2 separate regions of the Triticum aestivum genome follow, and region 1 is linked to region 2. A link is a contact called in public Hi-C data. All regions are on one chromosome and are shown on one strand. The core of a region is the stretch at or near the end of the contact, and the rest is flanking DNA. Distances in the headings are between cores, read along the strand shown. Region 1 holds the start of LOC543087 (probable serine/threonine-protein kinase WNK8). Region 2 holds the start of LOC123124582 (RING-H2 finger protein ATL56-like).

Region 1 (5,230 bases), core at 711-3,210, 170 kb after region 2:
ACTGAAGTTTCAGCCCCTACCCCTCCTGGAAAACAGGACATTTTGTGCCATGTAGAACTGTAGATACTTGGGGGCAAAAATTTATATTTCCTTTCGCTTTCTTAAAGTTTTGGCGTTCCCCTTGAGTGGGGAACAGGATGCAAAGATGGATAGAAAAAGGAGAGAAAAAGAGATAGTTTAGACATTCCGTTTTTACCTTGTGAGCATTCGAGGATTGCCCGGGAGCTCGCTCTTGTAGTGTTAATCTGTCTGGGTCTTGACTTGCAACTGAAAGACCCCTTGCCCGAAGTAACATTAGCTGCCTAGAAATGATAGGCGTTGCATATGTGAGATTTTGGAGTTGCAGTTAATACATGGAAAGAAATTTTGCTCGTGTTGTGCCTTGCCTTATCATTGTTGTTAATTATTTTATATTTGTAACATCATTATGCTCTACTGTTAGCTCTGTTTCATGTTGGGAAAGGTGGTATGATGTTGAGTATGATTTGCTTGTGATTTTGCGTAGAAACGAGCGCGTAGGGCAGAAACGTGTGGTGATATCATGTCGCTTTCAAGCGTAAAGTCAAAATGCAACTAGAAGAATCCGAGTCATGTAGTCTAGTGACATGTTTGGATAGGATGCAACGATATGTTCAATCGTGTAGTCGGTCAAAAATAAAACGACTATCTCTCTCAATAATGTTATTTTTAAGATGTATTTCCATGCGGAAGACAATTATTTTTGCAGAATGATGCAATCATACCTTGAATTCTGGCTGTTTTGAACTCCCAATTATGCCCCTTTTTATATGCTCTTTTGGTGGGTGAAGTACGTACATGTAGAATAAAGTTTGGTAGCTCAATTATTGGAGTCTATCCTTTCAAAGTTTTTTCTCTCTCTAGGGCTCAGTTTGGTTGACGCAATTTGGTGGGTGAAGTCCCAATCTGGGTTTGGTATCCTCTGTAAGAAACTTGGCTCCTCTTCATGTAACCTTTTCGATTGCTCGAATGGTCAAAAACCAAGCACCAGTTAAAAGATAGAAGTTGCATCAGGATCAGTGTCGAGTCCTCTCCCAAATGCGCCAAAAAGTTGCATAAGGAAAAGAAACCAATGTCAAACGTCAAAGAGATGTTTGTATTTTGCACCCGCTCTGCTAATTAAGTACTCCTACTTGCCTGTCACAGTTAATCCATATTCAACAGTTGCGTGGTATTCACGAGCCAAATTTAGCGCATGTCTTAGAGAATAATAGCTTATCCTGATTATAGATTGTGTACAACTTAAAACGTAGTCGGAAGGTGATCATTCAGTTAAGTAGGTCGCTGTCGTAGGAGAAGTGGGTTTCCAGGCCCAGGTTTGGGATGTTGTGCAAGAAAATGACTCTTTAGACTCCTGAAATAATGAGAGGGGAAAACCAAATGGTCTAGTATTGGTCTGACAAACAGCTTATATTGGTCTAACGAATAATTCCGCAAACTCGAAGACCCTACCAGCGCAATCAAGTGGAGCTAAAAGCTAAGTTTGGTCCCAGTCAAATCATAAATAATAGAGTTTTCCTTTGTTAAGATGCCACACAAGAAGTTTACATGGCGTGCTAATTCTCTTCATCCAAAAATGGAACCAAAAAGGGAATATGCTAAACTTTCATACATATATAATTCATGTAGAAGTCAACTAAGAACCTTAGGAGCACGTGCACGGAGACTTTCGAGCTGTCATTGACAAAGTAAAGCCAGCTCCGGTAGGGGAGCGAGCTCGTCCGGTGGCAGTAGTGTTCATTCGGTGGTCTCAGAATCTTGATGTAATTTTTATCGTGTCTGAGATGCTTTCTATTTTCTATGAACTTTTATAATAGATCTGATGTTTATTTCAAAAAAAAAGGGTCAACTAATAACCATGTAGACATGTTCTACAAGGAGAGGAAGGCAGACGCATCTTGTCCATTTGAGCTTGGATCCTCTGCTCTTCCAACCTACCTACCTACAACAGATTTATCTGTACTACGAAGCAACAACTACAAGCCCCAGCCCCTCTAAAAGCAGAGTAACAGAAGCATATATATCCACGAGGGAATCATCCCGTTCACAAGCCTCCAAACCGTTCTACGATCCTCCGCTATCTGTCTCGTCCTCATCATCATCAAAGTTCCGAATTGCATCTGCCATCTGTCCACAGATGGAGCTTTCAAGGCATGGATTCTTCAGGTTCAGATCCTTGTAGCCCCAAATAATCGTCCTTCTCAGGCAGCGTCCAGGCCACAAGCCAGAAAAATTCCGCCTTTTCTTCTTCCTCCTGCCTGCCTGCCATGACGATTATTCTGGACCTGACATGACATGACATGCGTGCATGATTGATCCGGCGCGTGCGCGATCGGAGGCATCCAATTCCAGCACTCAACCTGCCCTTGCCTCTCCTCGCCACCTCCTATTACTACCGCCCCGTCCTTGTCAGCGTCAGATGAGCAGCCCGCGGTCGTGGTTCGACGACGCTGCGGCTGCGGGGCCGTCATCCTCCTCGTCGTCTGCGGCGGCGTGGATCATGCTGCGGCGGATCGACGACTCGCGCCTCCTCTCTGGCGTCTTCTGCACCTATCACGACGGCAAGCTGGCCGCCAGCAGGATCACCTACTGATCCGTCCACACAGCCGCAGCGAGCCTAGTAGTACTAGCTAGTAGAGCAGCAGTAGTTAAGCCATGTCGAGCCCGCGGCGGCCGGAGATGTCACCGGCGGCGAGGAACAGCGACAATGGATACGTCGAGACCGACCCCACTGGTCGCTACGGCCGGGTAAGCTCTCCATCTCTTCGATCTCATCGCTTCAGCTAAGTTTATCGCGCAACCTAAATCAGTCATAATAACCAATTAGCAGCTTGCTTACATTCAATTTCTCAAGCTTCGTGTTCTTGGTTTCTTCTTCTTCTTCTTCTTCTGTTTGTTAGGAACATGTTCTTGTGATTAGATTAGATTAGGTTCGAGTCAAACATGCTTACAACTACACCATGAACTGAATATGATTGTAGGCTTTCAAATGTTTAGCTCAATTATCAAGGATGGATTCCGTGTTGATGTGTACATGGGAGCTACCCTAAACAAGGCCACAATTATTGTCCCTTTTTCTTTTCTTTACATGTCCATTTGGCTCTTGTTGTCTTGCTAGGGCTAGCTAGCTAGCTAGATGCACATCTTGTACTAATTTGTTTACGGTCAAACTACGTGTGCAATTCAGTGGCTAACTACGTACGTACATGTCCACTAATTTGCAAACTAAGTACTTTTCAATTGGAGTATATATGCAAGATTGATTGATGAATTTCACCTGCTGCCCGTTGGCGACCACGTACGAGATGTTTACAGCCAATTTTTCTTTGTGCGGTAGCAGGCCTGAAATCGTCCGGATATGAACGGGCCAGTTGAATATTAATTAAATACTAACCCCCTCCATTCACAAATATAAGATGTTTTATCTTTTTTCTGATTTGAATGTATATAGACGACGCAATTTAGTGTGTTTGTTTACTCATTTTATCTGTCAAAAAAGTCTTACATTATAAAACGGTGGAAGTATTTGTGAATGGAGGGAGCTAGCATATCCTAATGCACGCAAACAAGCATAGAAATTGTTGCATTGAAATACATCATCGATATACAGTAGTATTTCTATACCTGGTCAAATAGTTGAGCAAGGTGGACCATTAGTTTTGGAAGGTGGGAATTTCATTGTGATTTCTCTTCTAATCTAATCAATCCAAGTTATATCAGGGAAGAGTTGGTGTTTGGTTGGAGACCCCTAGTTAGGTTAGGACTAAGTTGGGTTTGGCTGATGAGTGATGGATTGGTGGCGAGGATTGTTCCATGTGTCGATATGCCAATAATGAGATGCTTTGAAAGCTTCAACGGGATAATATGCCCTGTCAGTATCCCCCAAAGATATCCTTCACCTTTATTTCTCAGTGGATGAAGTTGTAGCGGTCACTCATGTTTGTCCTTTCAGTGCTCTCTCCACAGTTGTGTACAGTAGCTGTATTGTTAGTCTACGTATTGGTTTTTCTTTTAATTATATTTCCTTGTTAACATGAAATTGGCATAACTAAGCAGTAACGGTCATATTACGTAAGTGCTGTCAGTGTGAGTTCTAATTTGAATTGCGAATGTAATTTATACCTGAAAACACACACGGAAATATTACTCCTTCCGATCCATATTACTTCTCGCTTGCATCGCAGTTTTAGTACAGCTTTAGTACATTTTGTTTTGGTAATTGTTGTTCTTGGGGCTGATGGATGGGAAGCTTGATCTATGTTGGAAATGTGATGCATGCATGCAGTTCGACGAGCTCCTGGGCAAGGGGGCGATGAAGTCGGTGTACAGGGGGTTCGACGAGGTGCGCGGCGTGGAGGTGGCGTGGAACCAGGCCAACCTCGCCGACGTCCTCCGCACCCCCGACGCCCTGCAGCGCATGTACTCCGAGGTCCACCTCCTCAGCACGCTCCGCCACGACGCCATCATCGCCTTCCACGCCTCATGGGTCTCCGTCTCCTCCCCCTCCCCGCGCGGCGGCTGCACCGGCGGCACCCCACGCCGCACCTTCAACTTCATCACCGAGCTCTTCTCCTCCGGCACCCTCCGCGCGTACCGCCTCCGGTACCCGCGCGTGAGCCTCCGCGCCGTCCGCGGCTGGGCGCGCCAGATCCTCCGGGGCCTCGCCTACCTCCACGCCCACGACCCCCCCGTCATCCACCGCGACCTCAAGTGCGACAACGTGTTCGTCAACGGCCACCAGGGCACCGTCAAGATCGGCGACCTCGGCCTCGCCGCCGTGCTCCGCGGCGCCCAGGCCGCGCACAGCGTCATCGGCACGCCCGAGTTCATGGCGCCCGAGATGTACGACGAGGACTACGACGAGCTCGTCGACGTCTACTCCTTCGGCATGTGCATGCTCGAGATGCTCACCGTCGAGTACCCCTACGCCGAGTGCTCCAACCCCGCGCAGATCTACAAGAAGGTCACCTCCGGCAAGCTGCCTGACGCCTTCTACCGGGTCGATGACGCCGACGCGCGCAGGTTCATCGGCAGGTGCCTTGTCCCCGCCTCCCATCGCCCCTCCGCCCAGGAGCTCCTGCTCGACCGTTTCCTCTCCACGCAGGACACCACCATGACACTGTCACCTCCGCCATTGCTGCCTGCCTTGCCCACCTCCGGTGACCGGAAGGATAACCCGGAGGAGGCTGAGCCGGTGGCAGCAAGGACTGAC
Region 2 (5,205 bases), core at 2,298-4,797:
TGCTGTGAAAAAAGAACAAAGGGGGAGGGCAGATCAGAACGTACCAAGGTGAAAAAAGAGGTGATCCTTTTCTCCTCCTATTGAGATCCTCCCTCCTTGACTTTCCCTTTCCCCTGGGGCTCTCACCAAATATCTATTTGCAAAATTAGCTTCTCCATAGTTTAAGAGAGCATAAACAGAGAAAAAGAAAGGGGAGATCTTGTACCTGTGCAATTTCAACTGATTTTCGTGCAACTAAATCATGGGACAAGCCAACATTTGCAGCAGTGTGTGCAACAAAACGTAGAAAATGTGCAAATATATAGAAGAGAGCACATAGAGTATCTTATTTCACACATAATGCAGAAGAACCGATGTCCATGTAGCAAAAGAAAAAAAGGAAAGTATGCTGTAGGTACTATGAAAAGATAACTACCAGCTAGACAAGAATCTGGTTTGCAGGTGCTTTTTTTCCTTTGATCTTTCAACACAATAGTATATTTGACTGTGTAGCTGAGAATTATGTGTACGAATCTACAACAGCTCCTCCACCCCCATAACCTGCAAAAACTACACATGATGCAAAAAAGAAGCCTAAGAAAAAAATGAACCAACTTTGGGTTGTATTTGTGCAACTTAACCAGTACAAGTGTGCAACTGACAACACTCCCATATCCATTCACTTGTGCGGTTTGAATTTCAGTAGTTGGCATCTTCAAGTCATATAAAAGTTGAAGATGCCAACTCATATAATTTCAAATTCATTTTGGTTTTAGCTAAAAAATTGTATGCAAAATTCCAGAAAAAACTTATGTTGGCTGCTGTGCAACTACATCATCTATTTTGTGCAACTGCAAGTACTCCTGCATGCAATTCATGTTACATGTGTGTGCAACTATGTAATGAATTTTGAACTGATGAACATGATGAATTTAGCATGTTTGAACACAAGGAATGTAAAAATAGTAAATTTTAAAAGATTATAATCTTCCAAAAAAGTAGTGCAATTACATTCAAGTGAAAATAAGATGCATGTGAACACATAAGGATGCCAACTATTAAATGGTTCTTGTGCAACTAAAGGAGTTAAAGATGCCAAATCATGTGACATTGTTGTGCAACTATTAAAAGAATCGGGGATGCCAACTCCTGATTGGTTCTTGTGCAACTAAAATAGTTGAGGATGCCAACTCATATGATATTGTTATGGAACTATTTAAAAAGTTGAGAATGCCAACTCCCAAATGGTTCTGGTGCAACTATGGAAGTTGAGGATGCCAACTCGTATGATACTGTTGTGCAACATTTGAAAAGTTGAGGATACCAACTCCTAATTAATTGTTGTGTACTATAAAAGTTCAGAATGCATCTATAAAAGTTGAGGATACCTCTCCTTCACTAGGAGCCGCATCTCTTTCTACAACCATTTTTTATCTGTAAAAAAAGCAAACAAACAAATTAGTCAAAGCAATCAAATGTATAAAAGAAACTATGAGCAAGAAAATTGATACAAAAATGCCATGGGGTAAGCAACTCATGATGATTTTCCAAAGCACACCTACAAAGCAAAAAAACTGTGTGCAACTTGATGCACTGTATGGCCAACTGGGCACACATGAGCATGCAACCAAAAAAAATTAGCATACACACCGCCTAGACATGATTTAGGCACTGGAGCCAAAACTAAACTAGCCGTCAACCGTGCAACTAGATAGCCTTTCCCTGTGCAATTGTATAAGTGTGGCTAAGCCAGCTAGGATATGTACTCCTATACGAACGTATACCCCCTTGACAACAGGGCACACATGAGTGTGCAATAAAAAAAACCACACACACTGCTTGAACATAGTTTACACAATGCATCCATCTAAACGCCATCGATTGTGCAACTGGTTAGCCCTCATTGTGCAACTCCATAAGTTGGCAAGCCAACTGAGATATGTATATGCGTCATCCAACTACGTTTGCATTCCTGTGCAACTATTACAACAAACTAGCCAACTGGTTACTTATATGCATGCAACTTATGAGAAAATGGAGAAAACACACGGATGCATTTACGAGAAAATAGGTTCATAATGTAATGAAGCTCTAGAGAGAGTATCATGTTTAACAAGACAATTGCAGTCTATGTAAGAATAGACGAATCAAAATAGGATCCTGACCATACCAATAGAGGCAAAATTAGAACAGCTTGCCATGAAAATCCAACTCAAACCCACAACTAAAATCCTAATCGCCGTACAAACCCACCACTAATCCTAATCACCTTAGCTCCTTGAGCAAGATGCCAAAACTACTGTACAGATCAACACTTCAATCATCAAAATTCCAAGCATCATACCAGAGATTGACTAGCAGGATTACAAAAGTGATGTGTATGTACAATGAATTTGACTGCTTTTCCTCAAAAAATACCTAAAAGGGGTTGAGTTGACAATCTGTGACAATGAAAATGTTGTTGATGTTTCAGTACTAGTACTATTTGGTTAAGGTAGCAGACTATACACGCATAAGTGTAGGCGGATTAGATGACTGAATGAAAATTAATCGATGACATAAATGAACTGCATAGACATCAGAAGTCTGATTGCTCCCATCAATATTTGGTAGATCAGATTACAACTGTTAAGCTACAAAATTTGTATTTTCTACTTCAGCTGCCATATAAATCCAAGTTGAATCAACATTGCAACTAAAATTCCCAAGTCCAGACTACTAAATATATGAACTTTCCAGAGTAAATTTATGAAGTAGGAAAATGACAGCAAAGGCAAATGACTAGTATCAACCAGATTTAGGTCCAACAACGTTCATTCTTGTAAACCCAAACAAGTTCACGGCTGAATCCTCTCGAGGAGACCAGTGAAGAGATAGAGAGAGATATCAGGGAGGGTGTTTGGGGGATAGATAGATCAGTGGAGAGAAGGAAGGGGAATACTACCTGCATGTGAGGATTCACAGCCGAACAAAGCTGCCATGAGCTCGTACAAGGCCCACTGCGAGTCTGCGAGTCTTGTGCGGCGGGGCCAAGGCACCTGGCCACGCTGTTGAATCGGCGGGGGAGGGAGGGGGGTCGAGGGGAGCGGCGCTCAACGGCGGAGAGGCGTGTGCCCGTGGCAGAAGATGAGTCGCAGCGGCGCCGAAGGTAGGGAACTGCTTCCTGCGGCGGCTCATGGTGGCGGGGAAGACGCGAGGCCTGGTGGGTTGGCAATGGGCAACGGCGGCGGCAGGTCAGCGAAGGCAAGCTGGCGTCGTCAGGAGGCGGCGCGAGGGAGGAGGCGGGGCGTGCGGCGGCGGTCGTTAGTGGAGGAGGAAGGTCGTGGGGCTCGGGAGTGGATAAGATTTGTGTTTCTTTTTTTTTTCAGTTGAGAGCTGGACCGAGCGTGTGAGGTCGCTGTCGCGTAGCGCGGCCACTCGATCTCGCCGAACAGTGCGCGTGCACTTTTAAGATTTTATGCAGGATTAATCCAGTAGGATTAATGTTAGCTAACTAACCTGCATCTCCACGTCAGTATAGATATTTGGGAAGGGATACTCGGAGTCGGAGTGGGATACGATCCAGGCATTGAACTTGCATAGGTTGAATCCATCTCCAACTCCTTTCCTGATTCTATCGCCTAGATAACCTACCTCAGCCGCACGGGCGCACGCCGTCTAAGGTATCGTTCACCGCAGCCGTCGCCCGTCCCCACCGCCGCGACCGCCGGCCATCGCCATGGACTACGATGACATGTTAGATTGGATCATATGGGTGCTTTTGTTGATCTTCGCCGTCATCGCTGCGCTCAGCGCCGCCGTGGCGCTCGCCGTGGCGATCGCCGAGGTGGTCCGTCACGTGCGGCAGCACTGCAAGTGGCTGTCCATCGAGCGGCTGCTGGAGAGCATACCCGACGTCGCATACAAGCAGATGCCCGATCGAGACGGCGGCTCTCCGTCGGAGGAGGAGGGGAAGGAGTTGCGCCGGAGCCAGAGCTCGTGCGTGATCTGCCTGGCGCAGTACGAGGGCGGCGAGCGGTGCAGCGTCCTGCCGGGATGCGGCCACGTGTTCCACAGGGGCTGCGTCGCGACGTGGCTGCACACCACGCACAACACCTGTCCGCTCTGCCGGGCGACGATAGCCGCTGGCGCCGCGGCACGGAAGGACAACGCCGCAGAGGATATGGTGTAACAAGAAGCCTAGAAGTAGAGTCTCGTTTTTATCCCACAGTTTTTGTTGCAGTTCAGGTTATATTGAGGCACACTTTTGTAATTAAGCAAGTATACTGTATTCTGATGCCAAAGAAAAAGCAAGTATACTGTATTTCTCTGAGCTTGATTTTTGCAGAATAATTGTGGCACTGATTAATTGGGTGCTTGAAACGTTTTTTACATCAGCCGAATTCGTGGACCGCTGGATCAAAATCGGACGGACCCACTCGCCTCCTTTGGTCGACGCTCAGCCACCGCCCTGACCACCCCTCTAAACATGCACCCGACTAGATTTCTCCGATGACGTGCACACGCCCCCCCCCCCCCCCCCCCCCCCTCGATCGGCACCAGTCAATCTGTTTCCTTTCCTCCGCTTGGGACGTCGCATCTTGCTGCCGCTAGCAGCATTGTCCCCATCCTGGCTTGGCCTTGCCGGTAAGGACGCTCCATGCTTCGTCCCGTGACGTCGCACCCGTCTTTAGGCTCGCCACGAATGATTTCTTTTGCGAGAAAAAGAAAATTCAAGTACATGAGCTTTAACAAACGCTCTGAATAATAAAAAAAACTAGGTGACATCAAAGCACCAAATATCCCCACTACTTTGTCTCTGGTGCTTTTATCCACCGGTTTGGTCAATCTACAACAATCTCTAATCCTAATGTCTCAGTTGGTAGTCTCCGTTCCGGGTTTATTTTAGTCCCACCAACTACGGTACTTTTTGGTACTTGCACCCACCTCCCGTTCAACCGCAATGAACCAGGAAAAACCATCCAACCGAGTCCCCCGCCCACCCCCACGCGCCAAACCTCTCCTTCCACCCATGTTGTCTGACGTAATTAAACCGTCAAAAATTAACCAGCGTCGAAAATTAACCAGCGAAAATTAACCAGAGTAAAAAATTCGCAAACCAATCCCCCGCACGTACGAGCGTCGTCTCTTGCCCTCGAGCGAGAAACAGACGCCCGACTCTGTGCCCTCCTTCGACCGCCGCCGCCCTTCATCCCTTCACCGCCACCGCTGCATCCCACCGCCGCC

The links. Hi-C and Micro-C count contacts between places; a contact is called where the count stands out from the background.
Region 1: a contact with region 2 is called in a Hi-C map of leaf, with 2.4 times the contacts expected there. The contact joins the promoter of LOC543087 here to the promoter of LOC123124582 in region 2. A contact is called at or near these places in 2 of 5 Hi-C or Micro-C datasets (both in leaf).

Annotation. Positions count from the first base shown.
Region 1 is chr5D:234,663,639-234,668,868 of IWGSC CS RefSeq v2.1, forward strand. It overlaps LOC543087 (probable serine/threonine-protein kinase WNK8), which reads left to right and starts at 1,961. Exons shown (of 4, transcript XM_044540342.1): 1 at 1,961-2,766; 2 at 4,304-5,230. The coding sequence starts at 2,674. LOC123120371 reads left to right here. Exons shown (of 10, transcript XM_044540341.1): 10 at 1-373.
Region 2 is chr5D:234,488,443-234,493,647 of IWGSC CS RefSeq v2.1, forward strand. LOC123124582 (RING-H2 finger protein ATL56-like) reads left to right here and starts at 3,548. Exons shown (of 1, transcript XM_044545166.1): 1 at 3,548-4,297. The coding sequence starts at 3,698. The coding sequence ends at 4,150.